Linked DNA regions of Mus musculus: region 1 is linked to region 2. A link is a contact called in public HiChIP or PLAC-seq data. All regions are on one chromosome and are shown on one strand. The core of a region is the stretch at or near the end of the contact, and the rest is flanking DNA. Distances in the headings are between cores, read along the strand shown.

The links. HiChIP or PLAC-seq counts read pairs in DNA pulled down with a chosen protein or histone mark.
Region 1: a contact with region 2 is called in an HNF4G HiChIP or PLAC-seq map of pancreatic cancer cells. The contact joins the promoter of Wdfy2 here to the promoter of Rnaseh2b in region 2. A contact is called at or near these places in 9 of 39 promoter capture datasets (the 3T3-L1 cell line, 3T3-L1-derived adipocytes, the C10 cell line and 5 more), 4 of 484 Hi-C or Micro-C datasets (cerebellum, erythroblasts, myocytes and 1 more) and 3 of 115 datasets of contacts at active chromatin or transcription factors (cardiomyocytes, extraembryonic endoderm stem cells and pancreatic cancer cells).

Annotation. Positions count from the first base shown.
Region 1 is chr14:62,836,002-62,842,742 of GRCm38.p6, reverse strand. Wdfy2 (WD repeat and FYVE domain containing 2) reads right to left here and starts at 5,053. Exons shown (of 12, transcript NM_175546.4): 1 at 4,686-5,053. The coding sequence starts at 4,822. It overlaps Gm26536 (predicted gene, 26536), which reads left to right and starts at 4,212. Exons shown (of 2, transcript NR_168886.1): 1 at 4,212-4,618; 2 at 4,723-5,842. Mir8098 (microRNA 8098) reads right to left here and starts at 5,022; the gene lies at 4,886-5,022.
Region 2 is chr14:62,329,997-62,336,750 of GRCm38.p6, reverse strand. It overlaps Rnaseh2b (ribonuclease H2, subunit B), which reads right to left and starts at 4,683. Exons shown (of 11, transcript NM_026001.3): 1 at 4,575-4,683. The coding sequence starts at 4,635. Gm41173 (a long non-coding RNA gene) reads left to right here and starts at 4,696. Exons shown (of 2, transcript XR_874686.3): 1 at 4,696-4,889; 2 at 6,423-6,754.

The sequences.
Region 1 (6,741 bases), core at 3,804-6,303, 510 kb before region 2:
AGCTGAAAAAGCTGCCTCTTGATGGTCAAAGTTGGAGGGAGTTCCCCAAGGTCCCCTTTCCAGTCCCTAAACTCTCTGTGCTAGTTGGTTTGGGTCAACTTGACACAAACTAAGGTCAACTGGGGAATGGAAACCTCAATTGAGGAACTGCTTCTATCAGACTGGCCTAGAGACTTGTCTAAAGGCATCTTCCTAACTAAAGATTGATAGGGAGGGGCTTAACCCATTGTGAGTAGAACCATCCCAAGGCAGGTGGTCCTTAGCTGTGTCAGAAAACAGCTCAACAAGCCAGTGAGCTCAGCTTCAGTTAGAGTCTGGAGCTCGCACCTCACTTCCCAGGATAAAGGGCTGTGATTGGACCAAATCAAGCCTTTCCTCCCCAAGGCACTTTCGGCATAGTGTTTTAGCAGGGATCAAACCAGACCACCCTCCCTCAGGCTCCCTCTCACTAGGCTTCCGTGCCCACCCGTGTCCACAAGTCATTTTATCCAGAAAACGAATTCCAAATGTTTGTACCCAGGAGTTTCTGTAACTTTTTTTTCTTCCCTTTGTGGCTTTAGTTACTCCTCTAGAGCCACTCGTCCTCCACATTCCCTGCAGTATGGCAATACTCAGAGCAGAGTGACCAGCATAGGCTGCTCCAGTCTTAACCTTGCTCCTAACCACAGAGACTCTGTATGGTAAGAGAGCTGTCTTGGGTTAAAGTGTGTATATAATGAACATAGGAAGGGGTGCTGAGTAGTTTGTCAACTTGACACAGGCTACAGTCATCTGGGAAAAGAGATCCTCAATTGATAAAATGCCTCCACCAGTCTGGCCTGTGGGCAACTCTGTGATGGCATTTTCTTAATTAATGGTTGGTGTGAAGGGCCCAGCCCACTGTGCATGTGATGCCTGTGGGCAGGTCCTGAGCTGTGTAAGGAAGCAGGTTGAGCAAGCTTTGGAGAGAGCAAGCCAGTAAGCAGCATTCCCCCATGGCCTCTGCTTTAAGTGCTACCTCTAGGTCCTAGTCCTGACTTCATGCTTCAAATAAACCCGATCTTCCCCAAGCTGCTTTGGGTTGTGGTCTTTATTACAGCCATAGAAACCTAACCTAGACCAAAGATAAACATCTGACAGGGCTGGGTCATACCTGGGCTTTCTTCACCTAAGATTCTACTAAACAAAACATCCCTTGTAAATTACAAAGTCTTGATCAAAACAGAGCGCATAGGTCTGTGATGGTGCTCTTTTTTCAACCTACTTTTCTCCTCTTTTTCAATATTTAGTTTGGTTTTTCAAGACAGAGTTTCTCTGTGTAGCCCTGGCTGTCCTGAAACTCCTTCTAGACTGGGCTGGCCTCAAAACTCAGAGATTTGCCTGCCTCTGGCTCCCGACTGCTGGGATTAAAGGCATGCACCACCACTGACTGGCTATTTATTTTTATTTTGTATGTATGCATTAGTGTTTTGCCTGCATATATGTATGTGCACCAGATCCATTTCTCCACTGGAACAGGAGTTATAGGCGGTAGAGAGCCACCATGTGGGTGCTGAGAATCAAACCAGGGTCCTCTGCAAGAACAGCAAGTGCCCTTAACCACTGAGCCAGCTCCCCAAGCTGGATGAAGCTCTTACACAAGGACCACTGAAAACCATTAGCCTAGAAAGGGCAGCCTGAAAAGAAGCAGGGAAGCGAGGGACCTTAGATCCCACAATTTGGTGGAGCCTTTGTAACTGGAACCTAGTTACAACCAAAGGCTCTGCAAGGTCAGCGAGTTGTGGGAACAGGTTCTCCACCAGGGCAGACAGCTTTCTTATTTTCTGTTTCTTCCTTCGATATCAAGTAAAGTGCCAAGTTGTCCCAACTGTGCCACAGTGAACGTGAAACCTACTCTTTAGCTTGAAGATTTGAGAACCACCAGCTTGCTAGTGAGAGAAGCCCGGGAAGGAAAACGTACGGCAAGTGTAACAATCCTCCAGAGGAAAGGAGAACAACAGGGGCTGGAGCCCAGTCACTCTTCCCCACCAGAAAGTTCTCTTTTCAACACTCTATCTTAAATGTAACGGTTTTATTACATAATATTCTCGGCCAGGGGGTGTGACTCAGGGGTAGAGAGTGCTTACCTAGCATGTCCAGACTTCAGAGTTCCATCCCTAGCACCACACACATACACAAAACAAAACCTATACTCTAAAATTTCTGCTACTCAACTATGTAAGCACCTTGAAAAGACTTGGTCATTAACATCGCTGTCACCCATTCGCACAAATGCACACGCGCGCGCACGTGCGCGCGCACACACACACACACACACACACACACACACACGATGAGAACACACTAGAAACTTTACTGTCTGCTGGGATGACTGAAGCAATGCTTGAATTCTCAGTTTGAACGTGTCTAAGGCCACCTAGTCCAATACTTCCCCCACGAAGGTCTACTTGTCTACATAAGGTTTTCACAAGTCATCCAAATACTCACTCAGCAAACATCAATGAATCCAGAATAGTTAAGTACTGGATTCTTAGAAATGGGGTGGAGGGAGGTCCTACATCAGTCACTGATAAAACAAGTAATGAGGGACTCCTGTGTGCCAGGTACTATGTAGCTCCTTAGTCAGTAAAGGACACAACGCTTCCTAGAGGCCTCACAGAAGACAAAACAGACATAACATAGGTATATCACTGCTTAAAACAAAAATATTAAGCTTTCTCAAAGGTGCAGATAAAGGCTCCAATGAGTCTGAACGGAGAAAGGGAACTAGGATTTCCTAAGTAAAATGCTACAGCGCACTATTTGTAGCTGACCCTCATGGTTCAGTAACGAACTGGCAAAGCAGCTAATGGTAATGGTTTTGCAAGTGTTGATGAAAATCAATACTCCATCTTCCTATCTTTAGCATTATATCAAGCGGCACTAACATTGCCTTTGAAAAGTAAGAACACAGATCAATTCTTTCTTTTAGGGCAAGCCATATCTAAAACTGCCTTAAAACAGCTACATTCATGGTTGATTGACCCGAAGAAGCAGAGACTTGTCAACCTGAGTAACAAAATTTACAGAGACAAGGACCCAGCATTACTGCAGGGGCCCGATTCCCGGTAACTCCACAGTAAGACAAATTCTGTTATGTACACTGCAAACCAGGGAAGTGAGAGATCATTAGGCACTGCACTTCCTTTGTGCGACGATGAACCGAGACGTGCTCTTCACTTTTCTGCACATATACTTTAGCTTCTCTAGACATGGAACATTACCTCCACTAAAGTTGTTTCCTTCAAGGAAAATACATTGAAATGGGAATCAGACGTTTCTAAACTAATAGCATGGAGCTGAGGTCTGGACAACCTTTCTCCTCCTCCTCCGATTGAGTTTAATGAACTAAAGAATTGCTTACAAATCGGGAATCAATCTCATCTCTAGTAATGGAAAGGGGAAGTTATCAACATATTCCTTCAATATATTTTATAGAAAATATTCCAGAAAGATAATCCTTTGATGACAAATTTTAAGCCCAGAAACAGTCTAATGCAGTCTAAGCATGTTGCACCAAAGGAAAAAATTAAACACTGTCATAAGACTTCTTTATGAATCTCTAACGGCTCCCACATCCACGTCACTCAGTTTCTTCAGTTCTTCCTGGACTGACTGCCATTAGCATATGTTCGCAATGTTTCCCCACAGATCTGCATAGGAAATGAAGTAGGCGCCATGCATATCAAGAATGATGCAGAGGTCGATATGCAATATACACATGCAATACACTCTTCCTTTATATTCAAGAACCTAAGAAACAAATCAAGTAAAAAATGTTTGAATTTACATTAGGTGCTGAAACGATTTTTTTTTAAGTGAGCACTTTTTGCTTTATCTTTGCAATTTTAAGAGTCACAGAATAACTCTACCTCGGCATGATACTAACTTATAATAAGAAAACCTAACTGCCTGTCTGAAGCTAAGAACCCAGACAGTTACATACCTCTGCCACGCTACAACTGATTTTAAAATGCTTGTAGATATTACCCAAATAGTAATTTCAGATATCTTACCCTATCCCCTATATTCAAGCGGCATTCCTCTGGAAATCAAAAACACAGCGCAAAAGGGGAATCCTGAAGGCAGAACCAGAGCTACTTCTGCTAATTAAGCAATCTTGGAAAGGAAGTAGGCAAAGGGAAGGAACTCAAGCAGTTGTCTGCAAAAGTGATCCCTTGCAACTTCCAGTCACTTCCCCTTGAGCTCCAAGACATAAACTTTTAGGAAAGGAAGGCGCCACACGCAGAAGCCCAAAGTTACTCTCTTCACAATTTAATAAGTCCTTGGGTTCGGTGAAAGATGTCCTGGAGATACACAGATTCGGTGAACCGTATAGAAGAAAGAAAATACGTTCCCTTTCTCGTTTGGGTAACCAAACAATGGACCAACTAGCAGCGCCTCCAAATCATCCCGGTGCATGGAGGGTCCTTTAAGCTAAAACACCTGCAAAGCTGGGCGGCTTCTCCCTCTGCCCTTCCCATCCCCAAAACTGGACCAGGTCTGGTGTCTCCTGCACTGTTAACCCAAGGGCCACTCGGACTCCGCCAGGGACCAGTTGCTGAGGCCAAGGCCACCGCGCTGGGAACTGAACCAGTAGGTGCGGTCTACCCTCCCACCAAGCCAGGGCCGGACCTCCGCGCGGCACGGGGACAAGCAGTCAGTACCTGTCCTCCGAGACGCTGATGACACCCTCTTCTTTAGGTACAATCACCGCCATGTTGACCACCTCCTGCGACCCCTCGACCCGCTGCAGCAGGATCGGCTTGCGGGTCAGTGGCTGGGGCTGGATCTCCGCCGCCATCGGAGGGGGCGCGCCCGGGGAGCAGCCGAACGCGCCGGGGGACTTGGCTGAAGAGAACGCTCAGGCTTGCGCTCAGGATCGGGCTGCGAAGCGGAGCGGGCCTTTGGGAGCCAGCGACCATAGCCCTGCCGCCTGTCCAGGGAATGTGCCCGCTCTGGCTTCCAAAACCAACACCGCCGCCACACTAGCCGCAAGCCGGCGCCACCTAAGAGAGTAGGGGGCGGGGAGCAGGGGGCGGGGCGGGGCGGGGCCCTGTCGCAAGGCGGCCAACCCACTTCCGGAGGATGGGCACTAGCAGCCAATGCGCGTGCGTCAGTCCAGGAGCCACTTCCGCCCCGCCGCCCGTAAGTAACCGAGGCCCGCAGTGCTGTCAGGACGCATGCGCCCCGCAGTCCTTTACTTTCCCTTCCACACCCAAAGCTTTGTCCCCTCCCTCATAAAAAAAAAAATCTGTGAATGCGCGTGCCCAGAGCCCCACCCTCTCCAGACTCTGGGGGCGGGGAAAAGCCTACGTCAGCCGCACCGGAAAAGCGCCTGCAGGAAGGATAGAGGCTAAACTAGTTGGGACGTGAGTGTGCATGCGCGCAGATGACTCACCGCTAAGTTTTAACAATAACACACCGGAGAGGGCGCTGTGCTGTCGGCCGTAGAGAAACGGCTCTTGCCAGCACCGCGTGGACTCTTGGGGGTTGTAGTTTCCTCCATCCTCGACGTCCTTGTTCTAGAAAGCAGTAACGCCCACTTCTCAGCCCAGGAGAGATGTGGGCAAACGAAACTCTGCGCCTTCTGTGGGTTATTGCCCAAGTCAGAGGCAGAAATAGTGTAGTATCTAAGAGGGAGAACTAAAGAGCAAGCCCTGCTGAGCAAGACTTCTCTCGGGGTCACACTGCCACCGGTTTTAGTGAGATATGAGGGTAGAGGAAGAAGAGACTCTCATACAAGCTTCTTTGAGGGAGTTTAGAGATCATGGTATCAATCTTCTCTTTGTATTATGAATAAAGGACTCACACTTGAACCTAAGTCTTTTTGTCCAGTCTTGTTTCCAATCCCTAGCAATTGAACATTTTTGCTTTTCCAGTGACAACGGACAGTTAATAAATACAATCACAATATAATATAGAATGACTGTAATAAGGAGAATAAAATGTTGACTGGGCTATGGGGAAATTGGAACTCCTTTACAATTCAGGTGGGGATGTAAAACAGTCTCTTTTGGGGGGGGGGGAATGTAGTATTGCTTCAAAGGATAAACATTGCTACTGTCAGGTCCAAAAGAAACGGTGGGGTACTAGATATCTGTGATTTCCATTAGCATAGCAAAGCAAGGCGAACCTTGAAAGCAAAATGCTAAATGAAAGGAACTAATCATAGAGGACCGTTTATTTTATGATTCCACTTACGTGAAATAATCAGACTAGTGTTTGTACAGAATTGAGAGAGAAAGGAATAAAGCAGTCAGAAGGCTGTCTTCCGTTCATGTATGTCTGTTCGCCAGGTGTGTGCCTGGATCCCTGGAACTGGAGTTATGGAAAGTTGTGAGCTCTAAGTGGGTGCTGTGAGTCAAATGTAGTTCTGGAAGAGTGTCCAGTTCTCTTAACTGCTAAGTCATCTCTACAGGCCCAAGAGAACTATTTTTTCTTTATTTTATAGTGTGTTTGTGTTTGTGTGTGTGTGTGTGTGTGTGTGTGTGTGTGTGTGTGTGTGTGCCTGAGTGCCAATATGTGTACCGCATGTGTGCGGGAGCCCAGCAAGGTCAGAAGAAGTGGACCCCCTGAAACTGTATTTACAACCTATTGTGAGCTACAATATGGGTGCTTGGATTTAAACCCAGGTCCTCTAACAAGTAATCTTAGTTGCTAAACCATCTTTTATAACCTACTACCAAGGCTATTTTTTTTTAAATAAACGTCTTTTTCTTT
Region 2 (6,754 bases), core at 3,434-5,933:
TGGATTGCTCAACACCTAATTATTTATACAAAACTGGTAATCACACCCACAGCAGTAGAAAAGGTCCCACTAATAGGAAAGGCCCAACGAGAAGGCTTCCGTGGAGAGGTTACCTTGAAGATGGGTTTCAGGAGTTCCACACGCAGAGAAAGCGGAGACAGGATTGCAGATAGATAAAAAGCCACCAGCATTCAGAGAAAGTAAAGGTGGGCGAGTGCACATAACTTGGCCTTGTGGGAAATAAAGTGGAACCTTGAAGCCAGAGTAGAATTGGGCACAAGAGCAAAGACAGTGTTAGGGAAAACAGCGCAAGAAGAAATGGAACTGGGGTGTTCTTTGGCCCTGCTTAAGGTGGACAGAGCGTGGAAGTTAACACGAGCCCACCAGACTGGCTCGCTCTCCCACTGTAGAAATGAGGAAGACAGACTCTGCACGAAGGCAGCAATTTGTCCAAGGACACAGCTGATAAAGCACACAAACCACACAACACACCTTCCAGGTGTCCTTCATTACAGCCAGGCCTCAGACAACACTCACTGAGCAGTTGCTTAACATCCCTGGTAAAGCTCCATGGTGTGACCACCTTTGCTGTCCCCAGGATGCTATTCAAATTCTAAGACCATGGCTTACTTTCCTTTATGAGTTTTTTACTCTGCCCTAGGGGATAAATCTGTGGGAGCCATAAGTTGTTGCTTATTGTTCCACATCTCTTGGAATGATTACTAAGAGGACAAGATTACACCAACAGATTACCCACTGCCAACTGACGGATTCCATCCATCACTCCTGAACGTGCTCCACAGTCAGAAGCAGATCCTACAGCCATCTGAGAAAGGTCAGCGGGGCCCCACCAAGAAACGCTGTATAAAGACAAAGCCAGGTTCACTCGTGTGGAAAATGTTAAATGTGAGCCATGCTGGACAACCCAGAAATGGCCTGCAGGAAATGATGAGCAATCTTCCAAGAAGCTGAGCAGACGTATTCTCAAGGCCACACATGGAGTGGCCAGGTTCTCTACTACCTGCCAAGGCAAGGGCAGCTTTCAACCTACAGGCTTGTTTCTAAACGCAAACATGTGTGCACACAAAGGGAGAAAGGCCCACTTCTATTTCTACCCTGAGTTCATGTGCCAACCCTTGGGGAAGAGGAAAAAGTCATTTGTTTCCTAGGGTCCCTGACAAAGCCTAGAGGAGCCCCTCCTTTGCCCTGTATTTCACACTTTTCTTTCTTTCTTGCCTCCAACCCCCAACAAAGATCGGTTTCTTCGGTTTTACAAAGCCATTAGTCAGAAATAATGCTAACGCAAAGGTCCTCCATCATGAAACAGGAAAACTAGCTTTCCCTTCCATAACTGATTCTTTTTTTTTAAATCTTTTTAATGAAAACATAATTCTAAAATGGGAATTCTTAGAATAGTTTTAATTCTTGCTTTGTTTTGTATTTAGATGTCATTTGTGGTCATCACGATGCCCCAGGCTGAAAAGCTACTGCCCGCGAATGGCTAGGATGGCAGGCAGGGACTCCCCAAAGGCTACCTGTCCTTTATCCTCCAAACAAACTGGCCATTACATCTGGGTTGCCTGTGGAAATGACAAACAAGGAAGCTTCCTTTGGAGCTCTGCAGTACCCAGAGGGAACTCAACAGAACTGAGGACTGGCTCTAAAGCCCAGTTCGATCTGGAAACTTCTTCACTCACGGGTGGGAGGGTGGGGTGGAGGTAGGAGTGGGTGGTGCTGATTAAGGACGTTTTTACTCAAGCTATGTGGGCCTATATACAAGAGTCCTACGTGATTTTCATCTCTCCCCCCCCCCCCGCCCCCAGAACTCTAGGGTTTTCAATGTACACATTTCCTGGGAGGTGAATCCTGTTAACAGTCTTCCCCAACAGCCGCAGGCAGTCTCCTGCCTACTCTAGTGAGCTGATGTGCTCCTGACTAACTCTCACAACTGGCCCAGCTCAGTAGACCAGACAAGTGTACAACAGATTGACAAAAGAAAACCAGTATTAAGAATATGACCTTCTGGAACCTTATAACATGTTCCCAAAGTAACTGGTCTTAGAGTAATTAAACAGCAGTGTAGCATTCCCAATTACATCGGAGGTGCAGTATGCTCATTCCAGATGCAAAGACCCATTCCACCTTGCTGCAACACCCCAGCTTGTCTGTGAAAAGGAAGCTAGCACAGTCCACTCTCTGAGTTCCAGCTTTCCTTTGTCTAGGAGGCTTCAACTTAACAAAACAAAACTGAGAAGTACCCTGTAATCAACTTTAAGATGTAACCTTCGGGACATACCAGAGGCAACTTGAATGTAAATTAAATGTCAAGCCAAGGTTAGCTGCCTGTGCCCTGAATGTATACAAGCTCTGCTCACTTTCAGAACAGTGAACCCTCAAGCAGTCAAGCCTCAGGTGCGGTTACCCAGGACCCCAGCTCCCCAGGCTGGTCCTCGATACAGCAGTTCCGGGGGGTATTAGACCAGCCAGTAACGGTGCTTGAGTCTTTACTAGAAGAGCAAGCATATTTTTGGGTCTTAGCCCAGGACAGACTAGCTCAGAACCTTCACAAATGAAGTCTCACTCCCAGGAGGCCGGTGCCCTTACATTGGAGGGCAGACCCCATAGCTGCTATCAAACGTGTTTGGACCCTTAGAGCCTGCAGGTGGCACTAAAGGCCACCTGGAAGAGCAGAAGTCAGGAAGCCCAAGTTTTAAGTTTTAGAACCCTCAACCACTATCAGCCTAATGAGTAGGTGAGAGAGCACCTTGCCTGAAGGGTAAAAAAAGGTGAGAGGACAGACACCTCAGCTTTGAACAGAAACCAGGTGGCAATGCGTCTCACCCCTCCCTCCCAGTAGATCTACTACACCTTTCTCTTTGAGGGATGCATTCAACATCGAGTCTTTTCAGTTTTGTGCTTGGTACGATTATGACACACTTTAAGAAGGAAATTAATGTCAGTGAAACAGCCAACAAAACAAAACAAAACCCCTCAAATTATTGCAAACTACTATATAGTATTAACATGTTTGATTGCAAAAAGAATGATTAGGGATCCTACTACAAAAATCAAATATACTGATGTAACAGAAGGGTGAAAGGAGGCTCTCCCCTCTCCCAGCTAAACTAAGGTGTTCAGCTAGCCTTCTGATGGCTCACCAACACCAGGAATTCTCACTAGCTGCTTTACCAAGCACTATCAGTGAGGTTACGGCTTAACTGGACTCATCATAGGCAGCTGGAGTCAGGACGAAGCCGTATCAACCACTTCAGAAAACCATTCTGCAGAACTAAAGCTAACCCAACAAGCACCCAAAAGCAGCTTCCACTCCAGGATACAGACACTCCGAAGAAATGAATGCCAATGTCCACCAACAGCCTCAAAAGAATGCTGCCAGAGGTGTAACTCCTACTAGGTGCAAACCAGGAGGAACACCTAATGCCATCCATCCTCCGGAGAGTAGTAGCATTGATATGCATACAGCAAACCAGAAGCAATTTTTAAGAACCAGCCAACAAAACCCATGGAACAGCCATGGATGGATCTGGCAGACGTGGTACGGAGGGAAGGAAGACAGATACAAAAGTCACAGGGGTCCAAGCAGGCAAAACTAATTTGATGACAGAAAGCCTGGGGTTCTCTAGAAGACGGGTGTATGAGCTGCTAGCTGGAAAGCTACTCTTCTTGGTCAGCAGCATACAGGGTTCAGTTGAGTGAGCTGCAAACCCAAAATCCATACACTTGAATGTGTTTAACTTTTTACACAGGAGAGAAGCTGTGTATCCAAAGTAAGTGTCAGGTCGTTACATAAAGATTATAAAAATTATCATCACTGGATATCTATACCCTGGTGAAATATATTTGCTGTAAAAATGCTCTGCATTTGCTAAACTAAAACTCAAAATTAAAGTGACTGGGAAGTTTCCTTCTTCACGCGTATTCTAACATCAAATGTATCATTGTAAAATGACAGAGTGTTTCTGGCTTGCATTCCCTAACCCAAATTTATTTCACTTGCCCTCCTCATATGGCAATGGCTGTCGCATGCCACCACATGCCCTGATAGCTGGTCATCATCTACAGGGACACTGAGTGGCCTGGTTCTGGGATTTTTGACTGTCACCATGTCCTGGAATTGTTTCAAACCACGCTCACATAAACCCCATCCAGGCTCCCTTATGCCTGGCCACCCTTGCCTTTCCAGAGCAGCAGAGCGGCTCAGCATGGGACTACTGCGACCTCTGGTTTGGAGCTGGTAAGATTCTAGACGCTGAGCTACAGAGATCCAGTAACTCCCAGGGGACAGCAGAGTCCCGGGACCCCCGCTGCCCGCCGCAGGCCGAGTGGCTGGACCCGCCCCAGGGAATCCGCGCAAACGCTGCCGTCGCTTCCGGGTTTGGAGTTTTCCCGCGTGTTGTGACACGTGACCAGGATGCTTAGCAAAGCGCGGGGCACCGAATCCGGGTCCGCGCTCGCTAGGACCTTGCGGACCGGTGCTGGCCTGGGAAAAAAAAAAAACCCGCGCTGCCGCTGCCGCCACCAGCGACCTAGGCCCACGCGCCTCCCGCGTTTACCTGGAAGTAGGAACACTAGCTGCCTGGCCGCCAAGTCCCCGCGGTCCCGACCTCCGGCCATGGTCGCGCCCTGCCGGAAGTGGCGCCGAGGGGCCCGCCAACCGGGGCCACCAGCCTGCCTCCATTTCCGGGCCCGCCCGCTCGGCTTCCTTTTTTGAAATCTGCGCGGGCCCTGCTGTCAGTGGAGGGTGTGGAGCTCCTCGTTTTTCTCACTCTCATTCTACGGGCGCTGCTCGTGCGTGTATTTCATACATTGAGGTTCCTAATGCGGGCGAGCAGCCTTCAAATTGGCTGTGGGCCAATTTGATAGTTAAGGTAATTTTTTAAAGATACAACCCAAATTATGCTTATAATTTGGAGTTCAACATACGAATTTGTTATTTAGGATAAATCTTTAGAGTATTAACGAGACTTAGTTTGGGTGTGGTTTGGTTTTGACACAAGGTCCACCACCCAGCGGGGACTGACCTTCAAAGTATGCCGCCCTGGCTGGCTTTGAATACTGGATCAGGAACCTCCCAAGTGCTAGAATGGTTGTGAGCAAAAGTGGTGTCTTGTTGCCTAGGGCTCACCTCGGGGCTATAGAGAAAACAATTAAGCCCTGACTAGGGAGGTGGAGAGGGGATTCTCTCAAAGGGCCAGCTGCCGATCAGGAAGCTTGTTCTGAAGTGTTCTTTCTAGGCAGACTATGCACTTTATGTCTTTTGTTATCCAGTCTAGTGGCACTTTGTATTTTGTTTTTGTAGAGGGAGCAATGTGAGACACAGGCAACATAAATGTGGAGGTCTGAGTTATAAAGGTGGTCAAAGCTTTTGAGAAATTACATAGAGCAACCAGAAGTTGGTCTGGATCTTAAAACATAGGCTGAGATTCCCTCCTGAGGCATGAAGCCCTTAAAAATACCCACCTCTGAACAACAATATGAACTAACCAGTACCCCCAGAGCTCATGTCTCTAGCTGCATATGTAGCAGAAGATGGCCTAGTCGGCCATCATTGGGAAGAGAGGCCCCTTGGTCTTGTAAACTTTATATGCCTCAGTACAGGGGAACACCAGGGCCAAGAAGTGGGAGTGAGTGGGTAGGGGGGGGTGGTATGGGGGACTTTTGGGATAGCACTTGAAATGTAAATGAAGAAAATACCTAATTAAAAAAAATATATATATAATACCCACCTCTGACCAGACCATTGTAAGACCACGAAAAAATAAGGCCACGCAGGGACATTTCGTGATTCTCTCAGACAAAAGCAAGATCAGTGTCATTTGTGCAGCAACTGTCCCAGCACTTGGCCACAGTGAGAACTGCTTTACCCAGTACAGCTCTATTCCTGTGCTAGTCTCCCCTGGCTGTGGATAAGAGTCAGGAAGATGAGTCAGGATACAAAGACAGAAGAGGACTCTGGAGGGAAAGGGGTCCCCCTAGGACTGGCTTTGCGTTTCATGCTGGCTGAGAATTAAGAATTTTGACTCAATTGGACCATCAAGGTGGTTCAGTACACAGAGGATTAACAGGATTCCCATGCCCAGCCACAGAGAAATCACTGCACACTGAGGGATTAATAATGGAAATGGTTTTTAATGATAGTGTGTGTGTGTGTGTGTGTGTGTGTGTGTCTAATGCTCAGGGAGGAGGCCTTATAGAGAAGATGTTGTTAGCTTACATTTTAGGCTTATGCATTTCACATAAATCTTTCAGGCTCCAGCCCCAGGTTACACTTTGGAAAGTTTAAACAGACACAAGAGACGGCAGGTCTGGTCCCTTGCTTGGGCAAATGGGAGATTTACTCAGCAAAGATATTGCCTGAACTATTTAAGTACACTAGTGTTCCTTTTGTTCTTGTCCACCAGGCAGAATTACACGTTTCCTGTTGAGAGCACAGAGAACTTGAGGACAGACCAGGACTTAATGATGGTTGTGACCCTGTGCTACTCCCTTGAGCCACCCCTCGGAGGCATGTTCTTGATATGGGGATATGCCTAATGGCTAGTTGTAAGCCTTGTTATGGGACTAGAGCTTAACTGGAAATCAGTCTTGGTGACCAAGAATTAGCAGAAACGTTCTCAGTAATCCTAAACGTCTACTGTGGTACAGAGTTTTCTTCCACAGTTCCTCACAAGCCTCGTTAGGGCACTTCTCTCCCAGGCACGAGGCAGAGTTCCTTTAGCTAAATTCTACTCTG